Linked DNA regions of Mus musculus: regions 1 and 2 are each linked to region 3. A link is a contact called in public Hi-C and promoter capture Hi-C data. All regions are on one chromosome and are shown on one strand. The core of a region is the stretch at or near the end of the contact, and the rest is flanking DNA. Distances in the headings are between cores, read along the strand shown.

Region 1 (2,788 bases), core at 186-2,685, 190 kb after region 3:
CTTTAATCCCAGCACTTGGGAGGCAGAGGCAGAATTTCTGAGTTCGAGGCCAGCCTGGTCTACAGAGTGAGTTCCAGGACAGCCAGGGCTACACAGAAAAAGCCTGTCATGAAAAACAAACCAACAAACAAAAATAGAATGTTATTACAATAAACATAAAAGCAATAAAAAGTAAAAAGCAAATAGTGTTTTTATCAAATCATTTTACTTAAGTGCTCATTTAAAGCCAGCAGTAACATACCTTCATTGGCGTCTTTGTCCTGGGATTTGGCAGAGTCAATTCCTGATGAGGATGGAACTTCGGAGTCATCTGGGTTTTCTTTGGGTGATGATTTTCCTTTTTCCTGAACACTCTGTGATTGGGAATTAAACAGTTCCAAAAACTAATTCAGATTTAATTCTCTCAGCCTTGAATAGGGCATTTGCCTTATCTTTATAAAAGTTGACCCTCCCCTATGATACGTGGAATCTAAATTTGAATAGTTTCAAAGTGTTCCAATGTACTTAAGTCTTTAGTTTATGTAAGTCATTTGCAAATACAAGTGGAATGATTTTAAATATTTTAATGTCATCAATCTAAGACTTTAAATAAACCATAGGGTTCATAGAAGTCTATGAGTCAAGAAAGAAATCATTAGCTAACTTCAAAAGGGTCAAGAGATCTTTATGTTGGTCCCTTGGCCTTCAAACAAATGAGAAACTATTTAAAGTTCAGATCTTTATTAAAATTTGAAAAAGTAACAGATATCCTCACTATCTGGTTAGTTAGGTTTACTTTTATGTCTAAGAAAAAAAATTACACGGAGACTCCTCAAAAATAGGCGCACCAGGGGTGCATGTAGCTTTGCGATGGGGAGCTTTGTCCAGCAGGCTGGAGGCCCTGAAGTTTGATCCCCAAGACCCCTATACAGACCACAAAAACAAAAGGCCTGGTTCCCACCACCGTCACAACCTAGTTGCAAGATAGGTTTAGAACTAATCAGATCACCCTGTCTGGCTCATCGACTTAACAGGTATTAGGGGGTCGGGGGAGGTTAGCGCCCACCAAGGCTGGCTTTCGGGTGGGGAGATGTCTTTAGAGGCTCTGAGTACTCGGGTGGGAGTGAAAATCGGAAATTTTGGAAGAGGTGAAAGCTGCTGGATCCCGGGCCCACCCTGGGCAACCCACGACTCGGTTTCGGGGAAAACAAGACCGAGGAGCACCGGGGGCCCAGCGGCTCACTTTCTTCTCTCGGGTTTTTCTCTCTTCTCTCCGCCTTTCGAACTCTTCAAAGGAGATTTTCCCTTCCAGGTAGTCGATAAGTTCCGGGCTGAACCCCGACATGTCTGCAGGGCCGACGCTGCGCAGCGGGCCAGGGAAGCTGCAGCACTCCCAGGCTCTGTAGGACGCCTAGGAGAGACCGGACCAGCGTCCGCCCTAGAAACCTTCCCGGCCTGCGCCGCGGCCGCGCACTCTGGTTCCGCCTGCGCTCTAGGCCCCAGGCCTCTTCCCACAGGCAAGGGAGTGTCCAAATGCATCTTTCAAGCGCCAGACTCCCTTAAACTACCAGCTAGAGGAGCCTTTTTTTTTTTTAAAGATGTATGTATTAGTTTGTTTGTTTGCTTGCTTGCTTATTTTATGTATAGGAGTACACTGTCTTCAGACACACCAGAAGAAGGCATCAGATCCCATTACAGATGGCTGTGAGCCACAATGTGGTTGCTGGGAATTGTACTTAGGACCTCCGGAAGAGCAGTCAGTGTTCTTAACCACTGAACCATCTCTACAGGAGACTTTTGATCTGGGGATGCAGCACAGTGGCAGAGCGTTTGCCTGGGTTTCTATCTCTAATGTCAATCAACTTTTATGTCCCAAGTATTCATAAACTTTTTTGTTGTTGTTTTGTTTTGTTTTTTGTTTTTCGAGACAGGGTTTCTCTGTGTAGCCCTGGCTGTCCTGGAACTCACTTTGTAGACCAGGCTGGCCTCGAACTCAGAAATCCGCCTGCCTCTGCCTCCCGAGTGCTGGGATTAAAGGCGTGCCCCACCACGCTCGGCTGCTCTCAAACTTTTAAAGGGATTCTAACTCTTCCCATAGGGCGTCTACTGTATATCTGTTACATACATCTCTCAAAATAATCCTTAGGAACCTATGAGAGGAAAAAAAGGGAGAGGTGTGGGGAGGGTAATAGAACACTTGTAACATGAAAAAGGGCAACACCTGAAGTGGAAAGACTTGAGGTGGGACTTGAGGGGAGAGAGATGGAAGAGAGGGGTCAAAGTGAGTGAGTGAGAGAGAGAGAGAGAGAGAGAGAGAGGGAGAGAGAGAGAGAGAGAGATTATTTTCAACTCCTAGGAGCTCTTGTGATTTGCATTTTATCTTGTATTATAACTATTTCTTTTTCTAGAGACATTACCTATAAACATCAAAGACATTAGTTTATGTGTCATTATTATAAACCTGACTAACCTAATAACATGTATTCAAAACACATTTGTGAGTAAAGTTAGATGAAACTACAAGAGCCTTTGGAACTTTGGGCAAAGTTGAGCTCAGCATAGTCCTGGGTCCAAAGACGAGAGTCTATCTTTGATCATCTTTATGATAATCCAAGCTAAGGAGATCTGTAGCAGGGTTGCAGAATCAGAGGTCAAGACCTGCAAGAGCAGGACTACCAGATAGCAGAAAACTATCTCAGTCACTGCGTTTCTCCTGAGGAGGGATCTTACACAGGCGTGAAAACATACATGAGCAGACGGAGTGTGTTGATGTTATCCCCAGAAACAACTATGAGGATTACTCCCCTGA
Region 2 (2,942 bases), core at 231-2,730, 200 kb before region 3:
ATACACACACACATATACACATATGCATATACATACACCATAAAGACACATTTATATGAAACACGAGGACAGGATGAAATAAAATAATAAAAACAGCCGGGCGTGGTGGCGCACGCCTTTAATCCCAGCACTTGGGAGGCAGAGGCAGGCGGATTTCTGAGTTCGAGGCCAGCCTGGTCTACAGAGTGAGTTCCAGGACAGCCAGGGCTATACAGAGAAACCCTGTGTCGAAAAACCAAAAAAAAAAAAAAATAATAATAATAATAATAATAATAAAAACAGTGCAGTGGTTTGAAGAAAAATGGTCCCCAGAGGCTCATTTATTTAAATGCTTAGTCACCTGGGTGTGGAAATGATTGATAGGATTAGAAGAATTAGGAGGCATGGCTTTGCTGGAGGAAGTATGCCACTGGGGGTGGGCTTTCCAAAAGCCCATGCCAGACTCAGTCTCATTCTCTGCCTGCACATCAGGATGTAGCCATGCCTGCTGCCATGCTTCCAACCACAATGATAATGGACTATGCCTCTGAAAACTGTAAGAAAGCCCCAAATTAAATGCTTTCTCTTATAAGAGTTGGCCTATTTAAACCAGGCAGTGGTGGCGCATGCCTTTAATCCCAGCACTTGGGAGGCAGAGGCAGGCAGATTTCTGAGTTTGAGGCCAGCCTGGTCTACAGAGTGAGTTCCAGGACAGCCAGGGCTACACAAACCCTGTCTTGAACCACCCCCTCCCAACAACAAAAAAAACAACAACAACAACAAAAAAGAGTTGGCCTGTTCATGGTGTCTCTTCACAGAAATATAACAGTGATTAAAACAGAAGTTGTTATCAGGGAGTGGTGTTTATTTCTGTGTTAGACCAGACTGTGCCTTTTGCAGAAAGAATATAGAAGACTTTAGGACTTTCAAGTCGAAAGCCTTTTGTATGTTTTAAGCAGGGCTTAATTGCCCATCTTAGCAAGCATATAAAGATAGTGCTGAGTGATTTGAACTGTAGGGGCCCAAATCAAGAGGTTTCTGAGGGGAACAATATTAGTAAACGGGCTAAAGAATATTCTTCTGATATTTTGGCAAAGAATCGGGCTGCTTTTTTAAAACCTTGTTCTAAAAGTTTGCCTGGGACTTTCAAATTAACAGTGTTGGCAGAGGAGATTTCAAGACAACACAGTAGTGAAGTGTTATTATTGTGTGGTTATCAGCAGACACTGTTGGGTAGATCTATAAAGAAAAGGAACAAGTGGGGTAAGGAGAAACATAAAATGTACAGTTTTGGAAGAAAAGGAGCAACTGGAAGTGTAATGGTTCCAGGTCCAATGCTCAAGAGGATAAAATGTTTAAAGAAAATCCTGGTGCTAAATGGAATGAGGGAGTGAGTGCTGTCTCAGGGCAAGACCCAACCCAGTTTACAATTTGTGAAAAGGATTTAAAGGAAAGCTTAAGTGGTGAAGGAAACCATTAACAACAGAATGAGGATGCAGATGTAATTGAAGAGGGGGCCAAGTTCCACTCCCCTGAAGCACAGAGCTTGGCAGCTTTGGCCACATGCTTGTGGCTTTAGAGTCAAAGATGCAAGAAGGGAGTTGTGAAATCTCTCTCAATAGTTAAAAGAAAGATGGTCAGGCTAGGCATGTGTCAGGAACATGCCTGTAAGCCCATATAGGACACTGTGTGAAGCAGTGAAGAAAAAGCCTGGATTTTGTTGGAGACCCAAGATGTTGGAAATGTCAGAGTTGTGGGATACCTGTTAAGGGAAGTTGCAAAAGGCATGTGGAGCCAACTTTAAAAAAAAAAAAATTGTGCTGTAGTCAACACAGCTGAAAGAAGTTGGAGATCTGAAGACTGCTTTGACATCAGACATGGAGATGCAGGGTTTGAAGTTTGCCTGGCTGGTTTTTGGTCTTCTTTTGCTTTGCTTTCTTCACTGTGCTCTCCTTTGCCCCCTTTAGAATTCTGTGCCATTGCATGGTGGAAGTATGTTTATTTATTTTGATTTTTAAAGGGGATTACAGTAAAAAATTACCAAGAGTCTAAGAAGAGACTTTGAACTTTAGACTTTTAAACCACATTGAGACTGTAATAGATTGGGGACTTTTGAAATTAGACTAAATGCATTTTGCATTGTGATGTGGCTATAAGTCTTTAGAAGCCAGGGAGTAGAATACAATAGCTTGAATAAGAATAGCCCCTATATACTCATATATTTAAATGCTTAGTCACCAGAAGTAGAACTATTTGATAGGATTAGAAGGATTAGGAGGTATTGCCTTGTTGGAGGAAGTAAGTCACTGGCCTCTGAAACTGTAATCAAGCTCCCAGTTAAATGTTTTCTCCTTTAAAAAGTTGCTGGAAACATGGTGTCTTTATTGCAATAAAACAATGACTAAGACAGCCTGCCATAAACTAAGAAACTAAGGTCTGTCTCTCATGCCAAGAAGGATGGGAATAGAGTTGACTTTCAAAATATGGTGCTCAGCCAGAGAAGGGCATGGAAGAAAACTAGAGGAAATAGTGAGCTTAAAATAGGTATAGGGAACATTTCCCCCTGGGAATTAGGCTGAGGACAAAGAAAATATTCATGGAAGGTATCTTCACCTAGACATGACAACAGACAGTATGGTATACTACTGCCATCTAGCCTCCAACCCACATCTACAGATCATCATACAGATCACGGAGTGGGGCCCAAACATCACGTTTCTATGATCATGTAGTTCACTGGGATTTGCAAAAGATGTACCAGAATATTTGACTTAACATAGAGTTTTAATACACAGTGTCCTTTCTGTTGTTTAATATAAACCAATATTTCAGTATTTTGTGACTATAGCACCCTGATCTTGGGAATTAGCAACTGGAGACTTATTTGTACTGATGTCTTTTATATGCAGAAATAATAATAATCCTTTGTTATTCAAAGCGCTGTATCATCCAGGCTTAGAGGT
Region 3 (3,010 bases), core at 244-2,743:
GTGCTGCCGAAGCGAGCACAAGTCAACATTTTAAAATTAGTTGAAAATTTGGAGGGAGATCAAAAAAAATAAAGTGTGTCTAGTCTCTTCAAAGACAACATTAGAAGCAGAGTATGGCAATATATGTTTGAAACTATCATTCAGGAGGTTGAAACAGGAGAATTTTCTTGAGTTCAAGGCCAACCTAGACTATATTAACATGACTCTCAAAAAGTAAAAACCCAACAAACAAATAAACAAAAATATCCACCCAAACCAACCACAAAATTAGATGTTGAATGTGATGAATTTTCAATTAAAGAGAAACCGAATCTCTAGCTGATAAATTTATTATCAATATTGAAAATTTTAAATCCATTTCTCCAACTTTGCAATTGTTTGACCTAAATTCTTACTTGCCAGGTGATGGACACAAGAAGTGAAAGGCACCGACTTAATTCAGTTTAACTCTCTGACTACTGCCTAATCGGGAGACGTGAGCTTGTGAATTTTCTCATCTCACCAAAGCCTGAGGCTTTTCTGGGGAGTGCATACATGTGTCCTTCATCTGTTCTACAGAAAAATCTTGTTGAATGGAAGTGAAATCATATATACACTGAAAATTACCAGCTTTTTTTTTTTTTTTTTTTTTTTTTGCACTAATGCGTTTTCATTTTTATGTTTAAAGTTGTTTTTGAACAAAGGCATTTCTTTTCATGGGTCATTCACAGTCTTATGAATGTCTTAACAGCTGTGGCTCAATGGGCAGGTATCCTCCCCCCTGCTCAGGAGGCCCCAGTCACCAAAAGAATCAGAATAGCATTTCTGTCAAGACACCTGCGAAGTGACAACTCTCAGACTCAACTCTCAGACTAGGTTTATCAGGTTTATTCCCTCAGCCAGAAGGAAGAGCTTTGATTGCCCTGTGTGGGGTACCAATCATTTGGTCCTGTGTCCTGAAACTCAGGTGAAGTTGAATACCACGTTCTTAACTATAGGAGGGTTTTCACGAAGTGTAAACACTTTTAAGGCAAAACTGAAAAACATGACACCTTTTTTCTCCTTCCCCGGCTTTTCCCTTCTTTCCCTTCCTTCCTCCCTTTCCACCGGCTTCGTTTACCTGTCAACAAGGAATCAAAATCTACGCTGAAGAGACAGAAGACTAGAGAGTAGCGTCTGCGTGGCTTACTCTCTACCTGATCGTTATGAAAGAGGACCGAGTGGATTCTTTTGACAAGAACGAGCTGATTTTTTTTACATTCTTGTGTTCATTAACAAAATATTTGTTAGTTTCTCATAGTTCATACGTTATTTGGTCCTCTGGTTCTCCAACAACTGAAAACATCTGATCTTGGCCTCTTCTTGCTTCCTGCAGGGTGCGCCTAGTAATTAGGGCAAAGCCGACCCAATCGAGGAGAGGGCAGCAACTACGTTTCCCAGCGTGCTCTGCTGGAAACACAATGGAGTTTGGCGTCATCCGGGTCACGTGGTCTCGCGTTTCCCGGAGCACTGAGGGATTCCGGCCAGGGTCCCTCCCCAAGTGGAGGGCCCTGCTGGGCCGGGAAAACTACACTTCCCGGCATGCCTCACCTCGGGTGCGCCTGCGTGCCGGAGCAACCCTGCTGGCGAGCGGGTTGGTTTAAAGAGCTGTTTTAGTTCCATGGAAACAAACTTGCTGCCTGGAGGACCGAGCTACGGGCTGTTGGATGAATCAGGGGTGAGGCTGCCGGGCCCACACAGGAAACTGAGGTGGGCGGCTTAGGGGGAGAGACCACGCCTCAGAACAAGGTTCCTTTCCCTCCCAGCCCGAGTCCAGTCCGGCCCTGGAGACCTCTAGAGCCTCGGTTTACCTTGCTTCAGCACCCTGCCTGGCTGTGAAAACAAGCCAGGTTAAGTTGGCCTTGGTTGGACCACAGCTGCAGAAGGGTGGCCAGCCGCTGAGACCTCTACTTTAGTTGCTGTTCCCCATTTAGGTATACAGTTAGTTGAAGGTTCCTGGCGAAGGCTTTTTCAACATTAAGGCATGGTTTTCTGCCACTTGTTATCCTCCCTGGTTTGCTTCCTGGACGTGAGGCGTCTCCATTTGTATTTGTACACTGTTTCTTGCTTGAGCGGAGATAGATGTTTGTTAAGTATTGTCGTGTTTGGCACCCACAACAGCCAAGATACTATGCTAGGCTCAACAACACCAACAAAAGGATTGTAACCCTACGTGAATCAACGTGGGTCAAACACAGATTCTTGGGGTTTTGTTGGTTGGTTGGTTGGTTGGTTTGTGGACTTCCCCCGTGCTAGGGAATTATACACAGGGACAAATAAAGGGCTATTTTAAACTAGCTGCTTTCCAGGCACCATTTGGGACATAACACACACCCGTTTCCTTCCTCCGACAGAAATTGCATGCTCCGCGACAGTAAGATCCATTCTGATGCTGACAGCAGATATCTAGAAACCCTTTAGAGACATGAATACAAATGTGGTGTCTCTCAGTCTATGCTACAAATGCCATAGTACGATTAATGCCAATAACCCCTTTTGCACACGACTTGGTCCATGGTTTGATGAAGACAAGCAGGCACTTCACCTGCATAGGACTAAATTCTATTTTGTCATCTGAAGAGAGAGAACTGAAGCCAGAAGGTAGAAAGGAACATACAAGACCTAAGATGGGAGGAACCTGGGTTATTGCACAGCGGAGTGCCTGCCAAGACCATTTGGTAGTGTGTGCCTGTAATTCTAGCCTTGGGAGGTAGAGACCTGAGGAGAAGTTTAAAGTCATCCTCACATCGAGTTTGAGGGAAGCTTGAGCTACACAAGACCCTGCCTCAAACCTAAAATAAGTAAATAAATAAACCGTAATGAGATGCATTTATGTATTCCTTCCTTAGCAGACCCTTCCTGGTAAGCTTGTGTGTTTTTTGAGATCCCAGAAAGGCAGCTTTTTTCTTTTGCTGCCTCCTTTCTCCCTTTTTCTGGTTCTGACACCAGCCAAAAATTTGCCCTTAACACTGGTCTCTGGAGAGGCCTTACT

What was found. Promoter capture Hi-C pulls out the DNA fragments that hold promoters and counts their contacts. Hi-C and Micro-C count contacts between places; a contact is called where the count stands out from the background.
Region 1: a contact with region 3 is called in a Hi-C map of rod photoreceptor, with 3 times the contacts expected there. The contact joins the promoter of Gtf3c3 here to the promoter of Ccdc150 in region 3. A contact is called at or near these places in 1 of 39 promoter capture datasets (hematopoietic stem and progenitor cells), 1 of 484 Hi-C or Micro-C datasets (rod photoreceptor), 1 of 115 datasets of contacts at active chromatin or transcription factors (astrocytes) and 1 of 9 other capture datasets (liver).
Region 2: a contact with region 3 is called in a promoter capture Hi-C map of embryonic stem cells, with 2.6 times the contacts expected there. The contact joins the enhancer-like site here to the promoter of Ccdc150 in region 3. A contact is called at or near these places in 8 of 39 promoter capture datasets (the 3T3-L1 cell line, 3T3-L1-derived adipocytes, embryonic stem cells and 3 more), 1 of 484 Hi-C or Micro-C datasets (uterus) and 2 of 9 other capture datasets (adipose tissue and liver).

What each region holds. Positions count from the first base shown.
Region 1 is chr1:54,437,591-54,440,378 of GRCm38.p6, forward strand. It overlaps Gtf3c3 (general transcription factor IIIC, polypeptide 3), which reads right to left and starts at 1,436. Exons shown (of 18, transcript NM_001033194.3): 1 at 1,223-1,436; 2 at 242-353. The coding sequence starts at 1,324.
Region 2 is chr1:54,051,526-54,054,467 of GRCm38.p6, forward strand. All of the region lies in intron 1 of Hecw2 (HECT, C2 and WW domain containing E3 ubiquitin protein ligase 2), which reads right to left. Among named protein-coding and RNA genes, the nearest start is that of Hecw2, 140 kb to the right of the region's middle. Within about 2 kb of position 1,481, at least 5 of the 459 cell types and tissues checked have an H3K27ac peak or open chromatin away from gene starts, as enhancers often do. A contact at or near this core is called in embryonic stem cells, where this site is marked.
Region 3 is chr1:54,249,190-54,252,199 of GRCm38.p6, forward strand. Ccdc150 (coiled-coil domain containing 150) reads left to right here and starts at 1,494. Exons shown (of 28, transcript NM_030025.2): 1 at 1,494-1,696. The coding sequence starts at 1,640. It overlaps Gm51622 (a long non-coding RNA gene), which reads right to left and starts at 1,424. Exons shown (of 3, transcript XR_003947818.1): 1 at 1,100-1,424. It overlaps Gm25829 (a small nuclear RNA gene), which reads right to left and starts at 19; the gene lies at 1-19.